Regions from separate parts of the Canis lupus genome. Here region 2 is linked to region 1. Evidence: chromatin contacts called from public Hi-C data. All regions are on one chromosome and are shown on one strand. The core of a region is the stretch at or near the end of the contact, and the rest is flanking DNA. Distances in the headings are between cores, read along the strand shown.

Region 1 (4,938 bases), core at 1,336-3,835:
TTTCACTTGGAAGGGGCAGCTGCGTCTGAGTATTACGATGGCCCATATCAGCATAACATTTTCCTAAAGCCACTTGTGAGTAGAATACAGTATCATACAGAAGGTATATTTGCAATAAGAGATATATCTGCAGCTCATAGGTGGTATATTAAGGCCATAGATGTCACCAAAAATACACAGGGAGAAACCAGGCAGAAGTCTTCAATTCAAGCAGCTCACAGGGCCTTCCTTCACAAAGTAGAATTTATTATCTCACTCAATGGTAAGAAATGGCAAACAATTTCAGTTGATGGGTAATGCAAATGTTATCTGCATTTATCTTCAGGATACATTGTGGTTGGTTGGTTTGTTTTAAATTCCTAAGTGTCTGGCTTAGGGTAACATTAAAACTAATTTTCATTCCATGAACACAGCTGGACAAACTGTCCAGATGCCCATCCACCAATATAAACTAACAAATTACCAGAGAAACACAAAGAGAGAATGCTGACTGTATTTTTAAAAACTGAACTGTCCTTATTGGTAGGATTGATATGTTCATAGGAAGGAAACCAGTGTCAGTAAGGAAACCCCGTAGCATTAAGACATATTAGGGTAGCACAGTAAGGGTAAGGGTCGAAAGAACAATGTGGGATTACATGTGGAAGGTTCACCACTATCAACAAAAGTCTGTTTGCTCTAGTGAAATCAAGCAAAATTGTTAGGGTGCCGACAGAAGCAGCAGCAGCATTCCTTACAAAGAAATGAGATGATGCTATAATAAACCAAATGCATGAGATACTCACTAACATCTTCATAATCCTCACAAACGTACAAATGACCCCACAGTGAGCGCTAATGTATAAGTGATGGAGGAGGGAGAATGAACAGTAGGAGCAAAGGACTGTCTCCAGTACTAATCCAGTCCCCTTTGCTAACTCAACAAATATTTACCGAGAGCCTCCTAAGTGCCAGGCTCTCTACTCTAGCCTGAAGATACCAAGTAAACAAAACAGGCGACAAAGGCCCTGCCCACGGGGAGCTTACAATATAGTGAAGAATTTTTTTTTTTTTGAAATACGTGCCTTTGAGCAAGACATCACCTAGGTGACTAAAAAATCTGTTATGGAGAAACCAAGACAAAAGGGACTGCTAATAAAGACTGAAAACACACACAGCAGATGCACATATGTACATACACACATACACGTACGATGCTACAAAACCAAGATTGCTGATGACAGTGAAACCATCCAAAAGCAGGAAGCCCATCCTCATGATTCTAAGTTACTTTTGCTGACATCAAATACCAGCAATCACTTTCCTCTGATGTGGCCTGATAGTGCGGGATTATAGGTAGGAACAAAACAAAAAACAAAAAAAACTTCGATGATGAGCAGTTACACAAAGACTGGGATGCCACCACCCTGTGTAAGCAACAAAGGCAAACCAACAGACTAGTTTCTGCCGGACAAAAACCTAAAACGTAACAGAATTCACTGACAGACTCTCCCAGTCTTCCGGAACTATATTCCAGAAGTGGGGGGGGGGGGGGGGGGGGGGGGGGGGCGGGGGGCGTCAGTGCTGACCGCAGCAAAAGAGCGTCTCAGGCATGAACACGAACCGGGGCAGTTATCTCGGCCTGGGCCTGCGGGCAGCTCACAGACTCGGCCCAACAACTCGCAGGGAGGGGCTCTGCCATCACCCCAGTCAAGGCCTGAGGTGGCACCTGCCCTGGCTCTGGGCACTTCCCCCCTAGCGAGAGCTTCACAGTCCGTGGATGCATAAAAGCAAAGCCGACCAAGACGCAGGCAGGCTCGGTGCAAACACCGGAGTCAAACAAGAGGGGAAGGGACGGGGTGGGGTGTGCAGCCGAAAGGTCCAGGTCATCAGTTCTGTCCACTGGAAGAAAAGAACACCTAAGCAGGCCACCGTCGAGAGGTCGGAGCGCACCCCCGGCCCCCGCGTCTGGAAGGAAGGTGGTCCGTCCACTGAAGGGCTGTGAGAAGGGAAAGGGAAGGACGGCGCCCCCGAGGCCCACGCCGGACACCGGCCTCCAGATGCAGGAGGCGCCGGCAGGTGCAGCTGAGGCCAGGGAGAGGGGCGACCGCCAAGCCCCGCAACTCCGACGAGGAAGCAAAACACAAAGGCGGAGAAACCACAGCGACTCAAATAAATCACAGAGGGCTCTAAGCGCCGGGGAGCCCGCGGGGCCATCTGCGCCGCTCGAGAGCCAGGGGCTGTCGGAGACCCGAGGGCCAGGATCTTCGCGGCCCCGGAACTCAACACCCGGCCCGAAGCGGGTGAGGGGGAGCAGTTCCCGGGAACCCCCTCCCGCCCTCTCCCCTATACCCCGCCCATTGGGTCCGCCCCGTCCCGCCCGGCTACTCACCGGATTCGCTTCCCACATAACGGTGGCGAAATCGAGCGGAGAGAGCCTGGGGGAAGGGGCTAGCCGCGGGGTCGGGGTGTTGGGTTTTTTCCGAGGGCCCCGGGGTGCGGAGGGATGGAGAGGCAACCTCTACGCAGGCCGTCCTTCTACCCCGCCCCGTGACAAGCCAGCGTCTTCGGACCACCGACCCTCCCGACTTCCGCCCGAGGCCGGCCAACCAGCGCTGGCCCCGCCCCGCCCCGGAAGCTCGTCCTGCCGCAGCCGCGGCCTTCCGGGCCGGTGGGCGGGGCTTGTGCTGCCGGGGCCGTCGGGGGACCGAAGGGGCTCGTCCTCCCGCTGCCCTCCGGGTGGTCTCTCCCCGCCAAGCGGTCCTCGAGCCCCGCTGCAGTTCCTCCGGTGTTCCCCGATCCGGGTAGCGGCCAGGAGTCCCACGGGCCCAGGGATTCATGTCCGCGGGGCTTGGGGACAAACCTCCCAACCTCCCAATTCTAAATCTCGTCTCTGCATCTCTGCGTCTCTCGTGAATAAATAAGTGAAATCTTTTTAAAAACCTATGGAATACAGGGATGCTTGGGTAGCTCGGTAGGTTAAGCGTCTGCCTTGGGCTGACGTCATCATCCTAAGGTCCCGGTGTCACATTCTGAGTTAGGCTCCCTGCTCAGCCAGGAGCCTGCTCCTCCCTCGGCCTGCGTCTCTGCCTCTCTCTATCTCTGTCTGTGCCTCTCATGAATAAGTAAATAAAATCTCAAAAAAAAAAAAAGAAAGAAAAAGAAAAAGAAGAAAACCAACCACAGTATCTGGCGTGCAGTAAGAACTCAATAAGCGACAATTACTTCCCAGCCCCCGAGGCGGGCTGTGGAGCACAGGACCTACCCGCAGTCCATGCCCTCATGGAGCTTAGAGTCTAGGGGAGAAAAAGCAAAAAAACAAGTAATAGAGATAAATAAAAAGGTGCAGTAGGGTTTGTAGGTAGCATGGCAAGTACAGGGTTTTATGAGACTATGTTCATCTGGGACAGGGTGTCTGCTTTCCTGTCGTCCCTCTACAGAGCTTAGGCTAAGACCTCAAGGACGTACTTATTGGAGTTACTTGGATAAAGAGCTCTTTATCTTTATCAAGTAACTCCCAAGAAATGGGGAGAATCTTCTAGGCAAAGGAATAGAATCTACTCAGGGGAAAGGAAAAGGAAACTGTCATATATCTTTCTGAGCTTTTCTATAGCTGCACACATTTTTAAAAATGATCAAGGAATTCCTGCAGATTTAGAACCTGATTCTTTCACTTAATATCATAGGGACAGGGATGCCTGCGTACCTCAGTGGTTGAGCGTCTGCCTCTGGCTCAGGTCGCGATCCTGGGGTCCAGGGATCCAGTCCTGCATCAAGCTCCTTGCATGGAGCCTGCTTCTCCCTCTGCCTGCGTCTCTGCCCCTCTCTCTCTCTCTGTGTGTCTCTCATGAGTAAATAAATAAAATCTTAAAGAATATATATCATATGGATAGCCTTCACTCCGATACATAAAAAGTAGACTCATGGCATCCCATGATTTGTATGTGAATCACACACACACATTTGAAATAATCCGTTGTGATAGATACTTAGGTGGTTTTCAATTTTTTATTATTCTGTGAACATTCTTGTACAGACATTTCTGTACATTTACCTCCTTGGAATTAATTATTATAAATGGAATTGTTCGGAGGCACTTGGGGTGGCTCAGTTGGTGAAGCATCTGATGCTTTCACCTCAGGCCATGGTGTCAGGGTCCTGAGATAGAGCCCTGCGTGGGGCTCTGCGCTCAGTGGGGAGTCTGCTTGTCCCTCTCCCTCCCCTTCAGCTTCTATCCCTCCCACCTCACTCATGAGCGTACATGCTGTCTCTCTCTCTCTCTAAAATAAATACATAAAATCTTTAAAACAAATAAGTACTGTTAAGAAGAGTGTGTAAATTCGAAATCTCTAATTTCTTCTTGTAAATGGATTGAAATAGATTTCTTCACCTTATTTTTTTTTCACTTTGCTTTTTGCAAATAGTCAACCAGTTGTCCCAATATCACCCGTCAAATAATCTGTTCTTTCCCCACTACTTTGAAGTGGCACCATTAATCACGGAGTGTGCCTGTTTCTGAACACTCTTATCTGTTCTATCAGCGATATATCTGTTTATTCCTGTGCTATGTCACAATTATAATAATTTGTAACTTATTTGCTGTTTCATAAAGCAAGTCCTCTCCTAATTCTTTTCTTTTCCAAATTTTCAAATTCATGAGCCTTTCCATTCAGGAATACATCTCTTCATGTATTTAGGTATTTTATATTTCAAATACATAAAATAATCTTTGCAAAGATTTGCACAATTTTTGGGAAGTTTATTCCTAGATATTTTATGGTTTCTTGGTACTATTGTGAATGAGATATTTTCCATTACTGTAAATTAGGAAAACTATTCACTTTTTGGTTTTTTTTTTAATTTATCTTGTATCCTAACACACTGAAATGTCTTAATTCTAATAATTTGCCAGCTAATCTCTCTCAATTTTTATGTCAACAATCATATCACCTACAAATA
Region 2 (4,938 bases), core at 1,047-3,546, 440 kb after region 1:
GATTCATACTTTAAAAATACCTCTCACCCCCCCCCCGGGCCCCCCCCCCACCTCCCCAGCAGCTTTCTTTGAACCGCTCATAGGTGGCTGAGGTAAAGTTTGAGTAATTCCTTTATGGGGTCTTAAAATGTAAGTTAATGTATTTATCCGGAGTGACTCAAGCAGGAGTCGGAAAGTCCAAGTTGACTAAAATCAATAGGTAATTGTTAGGGACCGACTCTATTCCGAGGAGCACTGTACTCAGCCGGAGTGTCATCCGCTGCGCTGGACTGTTTCATTTTGAGTTGCAACTTAGGTTTCTCAGGGAGCTTTCTTCTTCCCGAAAGCTAATGGCTTCCACAGCAATTAGACTTTTTCTTCGCCGCCCCCTTCCCTCCCCTTTCTTTACCTACGGTAGATTGGATCCTAATTCCCTCGGCCATTGATAAGGTCGCAGGCGCCCCGGCCTCTCCCCGGCCCTCGCCCGCCCCAGTCCCCGCGCTCCCTCCGCCCTCCCTTGGCTTCCTTTTGATGTAGCGGGGAACGCGTCCTACTAAAAAAAAAAAAAAAAAAAAAAAAAAAAAAAAAAAAAAAAAAAAAGAAAAAAGTAATCTGCCCGGTAACAATCAGCGCGCAGTAGCAGGAGCCCCAGAGCTATTGGCTATGCAAATAGAGGGAGGGGAGACGGCGCCCCAAACTCTTACTCACCCTTTTAAAGCGATATCCCCCCCTTCCCCCCCACCCCTTCCGCCCCACCCTCGTTTAAAGGGGCTGGCCTCGGGGCCCGAGTTAATCGCTAGCACCTCTGGTTTATTCACTCCCCGCCTTCCCTATTCCACTCCCCCCGCTCCTTTCAGGGAACCGAGTGTACAGCTCACCCAGCCCCCCCTCCCCGCCAGCTCTCCACACCCCGGTTCGGGCCCCCGGCCTCCGCGAAGGAGGCGCTCGGTTGACCACGGTGTGTCCCGAGCCCTGACCCACGCCATGCTCCCTGCACGTGCCAGCTCCGCCAACTTGCCGGGGGCGCTGGGCTCTCTCCCCTTCCCCCCCAAGTGAAATTACACTGAAACCCGGGGGAGGGGGGCGGGGGGGGAGGAAGAAGGTGAGGAAACGCCACCATATCCCCTGTAAAAGCAGCCTTGACCCGGGGATGCGTTAGAGCACATGTCGGAGCCGACTGCGCTGGCAGCGTCCCCACCGCAACCCGGCTCCCGGGGAGAAAGCCCTGGCTGGCGGGTGAGGCATGAACCCGGAGGGGTCGGCGAGGATGCCAGCGGAGGACACAGGATGGAAGTCTCGGGCCTCCGAGGAAAGGAAGGGGTGGTGTTGTTTGCGCAGGGGGAGAGAGGGGGAGCCAAACCTAATCCCTCCCTCGCCCCCCTCTCCTCCCCTCCCCCTCCCGGGCTATTTCCTAGAAAGCTGTATCAGTGTGGCCACGCTCGGCGCAGACACCTCGGGCGGCTTGTCAGCAGATGCAGGGGCGAGGAAGCGGGTTTTTCCTGCGTGGCCGCGGGCCGCGGAAGAACCGATGGTAGCCCTGCCCCCCCCCCCCCAGCCTGCGGCAGCCCAGACCTCTTCTCTCCTGCTCCCCGTGGCGCCTGTAGCGCCCCCAAGAAGGGGAGGGTTTCTGCTTCAGGGTCACATTCTATCACGTCGGAGAAGCCGCCCCCTCCCTCCTAACACCCACCCCTTCCTCTCCTTCCTCTTCGCACACACAGGCGGGGTGGGGTGGGGGGGCGTTGTTCTGGCCCCTTTAATCGGGCTTTTGAAACAGCCCGAAGTGATCCAGGAGCTCAAACGTCCGGGACAGAATCTTTATCTCTGGATATCCGAGGTTGCTATTTTCTAAAATCGCCCTCCTTATTCTTCACTTAAGGGATCTGCTTATAAATTGCAGGAGCCCACCCCATCTTCAAGTGATCCACTCGTCATTCTCGGATCTTACATGCATGGGCAGGAATGGAAAGGTCAATTTTGAGAAAGCCAAAGTTGGAGGGTCGTACTTGGCACGATACGCCCACAGAATGTGCGAAATTAGAGGGAATAAGTAGGAATCGGTGGGGTTTTTTTGTGGGTTCCCCTATTCGGGGCCCCTGGCATGCAGGGCTGGATAGAGGGAAAGGGCCTCGGAGAGCTAAGGAGAGGGGTGGGGGGGCGGGGGACCGCGTTTGAAGTTAGGTCGGGCCAGCTGCTGTTCTCCTAAATAACAAGAGGGGAAAGGGAGGGAGGGACGGAGAGATTGAAAGGAGGAGGGGAGGGACGAGAGGGGAGGGAAGGGGAGGAGGAACCGGAGAGGGGAGCGAGGCGAGAGGGAGGAGAACTAACTGCCCAGCCAGTTTGCGTCACTGCCTCGCAGAGCAGAGAAGAGCGAGCAGGGGAGAGCGAGACAAGTTTGAAGGGGAGGGCAGGCAGAGTTAGCAGCCCCCGAGGCTCTCCTCTCCCAGCGCCCTTCCCTCTCCTCTCTTCTCCCCAGCCTCTGTCTCTCTCTGCCCCATAACTTTTCTCTCGAAAACCCCCTATTTAGCCAAAGGAAGGAGGTAAGGGGAACCCTCTCCCCTCCCCCCTTCAAAACCCCCCAACTTTTCCAGTCCGGAGAAAGCAGGGGAGCGAGCGGGTACCCGACTGGCCATGGAGCTGCTGTGCTGCGAGGTGGACCCGGTCCGCAGGGCCGTGCCGGACGCCAACCTGCTCTACGACGACCGCGTTTTGCAGAACTTGCTCACCATCGAGGAGCGCTACCTTCCCCAGTGCTCCTACTTCAAATGCGTGCAGAAGGACATCCAGCCCTACATGCGCAGGATGGTGGCCACCTGGATGCTGGAGGTAGGTCTGCAGACGGACTCCGTCTGTCCCCATCCGGATAGACGCCCACGCTCCCCACCCCCGCCCCCAGCGCAGGGACCCTAAAACTGGGAGATGGCAGGATCCGCGCTCGCCTCCGCACTCCCGCGCGCGAGGTTACCCCTCGCCCTTTGGCGAGACGCGTGGCTTCATTTCTGTTCCCTGCAGGATGCTAGAAGAACTGGGGGAGGGGAGGGGGGGAGGAGGAAAATCTGGGAGAAACGAGACTGTCCTGGGGCGGGGGTGGGGGAGCATCCCGCGCGCGTGTGCCTGCATGTGGCTGCCTCTTCTTCCCACCCCCATCCTGATCTGTCTTTTGCGAAGCTGCGGCTGCTTTCGGTGCAGTGAAGCTGGGAGTGGGAGCGTGGAATCGGGGCCCCAAAGTAAAAAAGAGCAGCCCCCCAAAGGCCAGAGCAAAATCGTCCTAGCCTCAGGTCCCCGCATGTGGTTGCGACTCCGCGTTGGCACTTGGGGGGGGGGGGGGGGAGGAGGGGGGGAGGAGAGAGGAGGAGAGAAACGGAGAATTCAGGAGCCCCGGAAGTCGCAATGAAGAAACGTGTGTTTTAGGGGAACCCAAAAGAACCACTTCTTTACCCTTGCTCCAAATCTTTGCCGAGCGAGCCGTGTGCCCACGTATGCACGGCTCTGGACCTGCCGTGGTTTCGCCATGTTGCTTTGCAAACTCCGGCTGGAAAGGCTGGAAAGCGTTGCCCGCTCGCCCCCCGCACCCCGTTAGCCCGGCCCCCCCACTTGCAATAGTACCCTCTCCCCCAGCCCCCACCTCACGAAGGTTACTTACAGTTTGGCTTTCCAGTTTTCTCGGTGCGGAGATTTGGGTGGGGTAGGAAGGGGGGAGGAGGTGTGTGTAGGGGGGATGTCGGGGCGCCCCCAACGGAGAGGTCAGAGCCCCGGGTGCTCTCCGGCGGCGCCCCGCTCCTCGCCTTTCCCCCGGCTCCTCACCACGGTCCCCGGTTTCTGCCCTTGCGGGCCGCAGCCGGACGGACACTCCCGCCGCGGCGCTCACCCCTCCAACTTTCCCCTCGGGATCCAAAGCCCCAGGGGTTGAGATACAGACCTTTCCGGCACCCGAAATCTCCGTTTCGGGAAGCCTGGTTCCTCTGTGGGGTTTTCACGCCAAAAGGGCTTTTCTAGGATATTTCCTCGATTTTTAATTATTTTTTGAAACCGTCTCCCCAGGCTCCGAGTCCGCCGCCGAGGCTGCGGCTCTTCCTCTTCTCCTCCCTCCCCCTCTCTTCCCCACCTCTCCCCACCCACCCCCCCAATAGCGGCGCCTGGGCCGCAAGGACGCCCCCGGACATTTTTTTCAATTGTCGGGAATGATAGAGCAGGGTCCGGGGCTCCGAATGAGACCAAGAAGAAGACCCCCGGAGCCTCCAGAATATTTTTATTGATTTTTTGAAAAGATGACGAAATCCAAAAAAGAGAGTGTGAGTGAGTTAGAGGGAGCAAAGAAGTCAGTAGCCAAAGGGAGCGTCGCCGAGCCTGGCGGCTACTGCGCATTTGTTTGCCTCCTCGGTTCGGATCTTCAGTTCAACTCTCTCTTACGTTCCTGGGGAGTACCCCAGCACCGACCATTTAGATTTACCCCGTTTTCCTCATCTTTATTCTTATCACATAGTCTACTCCCCTCCCCCTCCCCGCTGAAAAATTAAATATTTTTGCTTCTTTCCATAGGTTATGCCTTTTCATTTCTTTTTTTGTGTATGTGTGTTTTCCTGATATTCTTCCCTCCAACCACCCCCACCCAACCCATTCCCGCTCCCATCTTAGGTCTGTGAGGAACAGAAGTGCGAAGAGGAGGTCTTCCCTTTGGCCATGAATTACCTGGATCGCTTCTTGGCCGGGGTCCCAACTCCTAAGACCCATCTGCAGCTCCTGGGTGCTGTCTGCATGTTCCTGGCCTCCAAACTTAAAGAGACTATCCCTCTGACCGCAGAGAAGTTGTGCATTTACACTGACAACTCCATCAAGCCTCAGGAGCTGCTGGTAATGACAATCTCCTTTCTATTCCTCCTTCCTTCTTTGCTCTCTCCAGGCCTGGCGAGCTTCTACCTCCTGCTCCCCAAACAAATCCTTTGGATCCCAAATTACCACACT

Evidence for each region. A called contact is a pair of places that touch in the nucleus more often than the background predicts.
Region 2: a Hi-C map of blood shows a contact between it and region 1, with 4 times the contacts expected there. The contact joins the promoter of CCND2 here to the promoter of PARP11 in region 1. A contact is called at or near these places in 4 of 9 Hi-C or Micro-C datasets (amygdala and blood).

What each region holds. Positions count from the first base shown.
Region 1 is chr27:5,059,178-5,064,115 of UU_Cfam_GSD_1.0, forward strand. It overlaps PARP11 (protein mono-ADP-ribosyltransferase PARP11), which reads right to left and starts at 2,586. Exons shown (of 9, transcript XM_038576511.1): 1 at 2,372-2,586.
Region 2 is chr27:5,497,339-5,502,276 of UU_Cfam_GSD_1.0, forward strand. It overlaps CCND2 (G1/S-specific cyclin-D2), which reads left to right and starts at 2,297. Exons shown (of 5, transcript XM_038576513.1): 1 at 2,297-2,802; 2 at 4,612-4,827. The coding sequence starts at 2,608.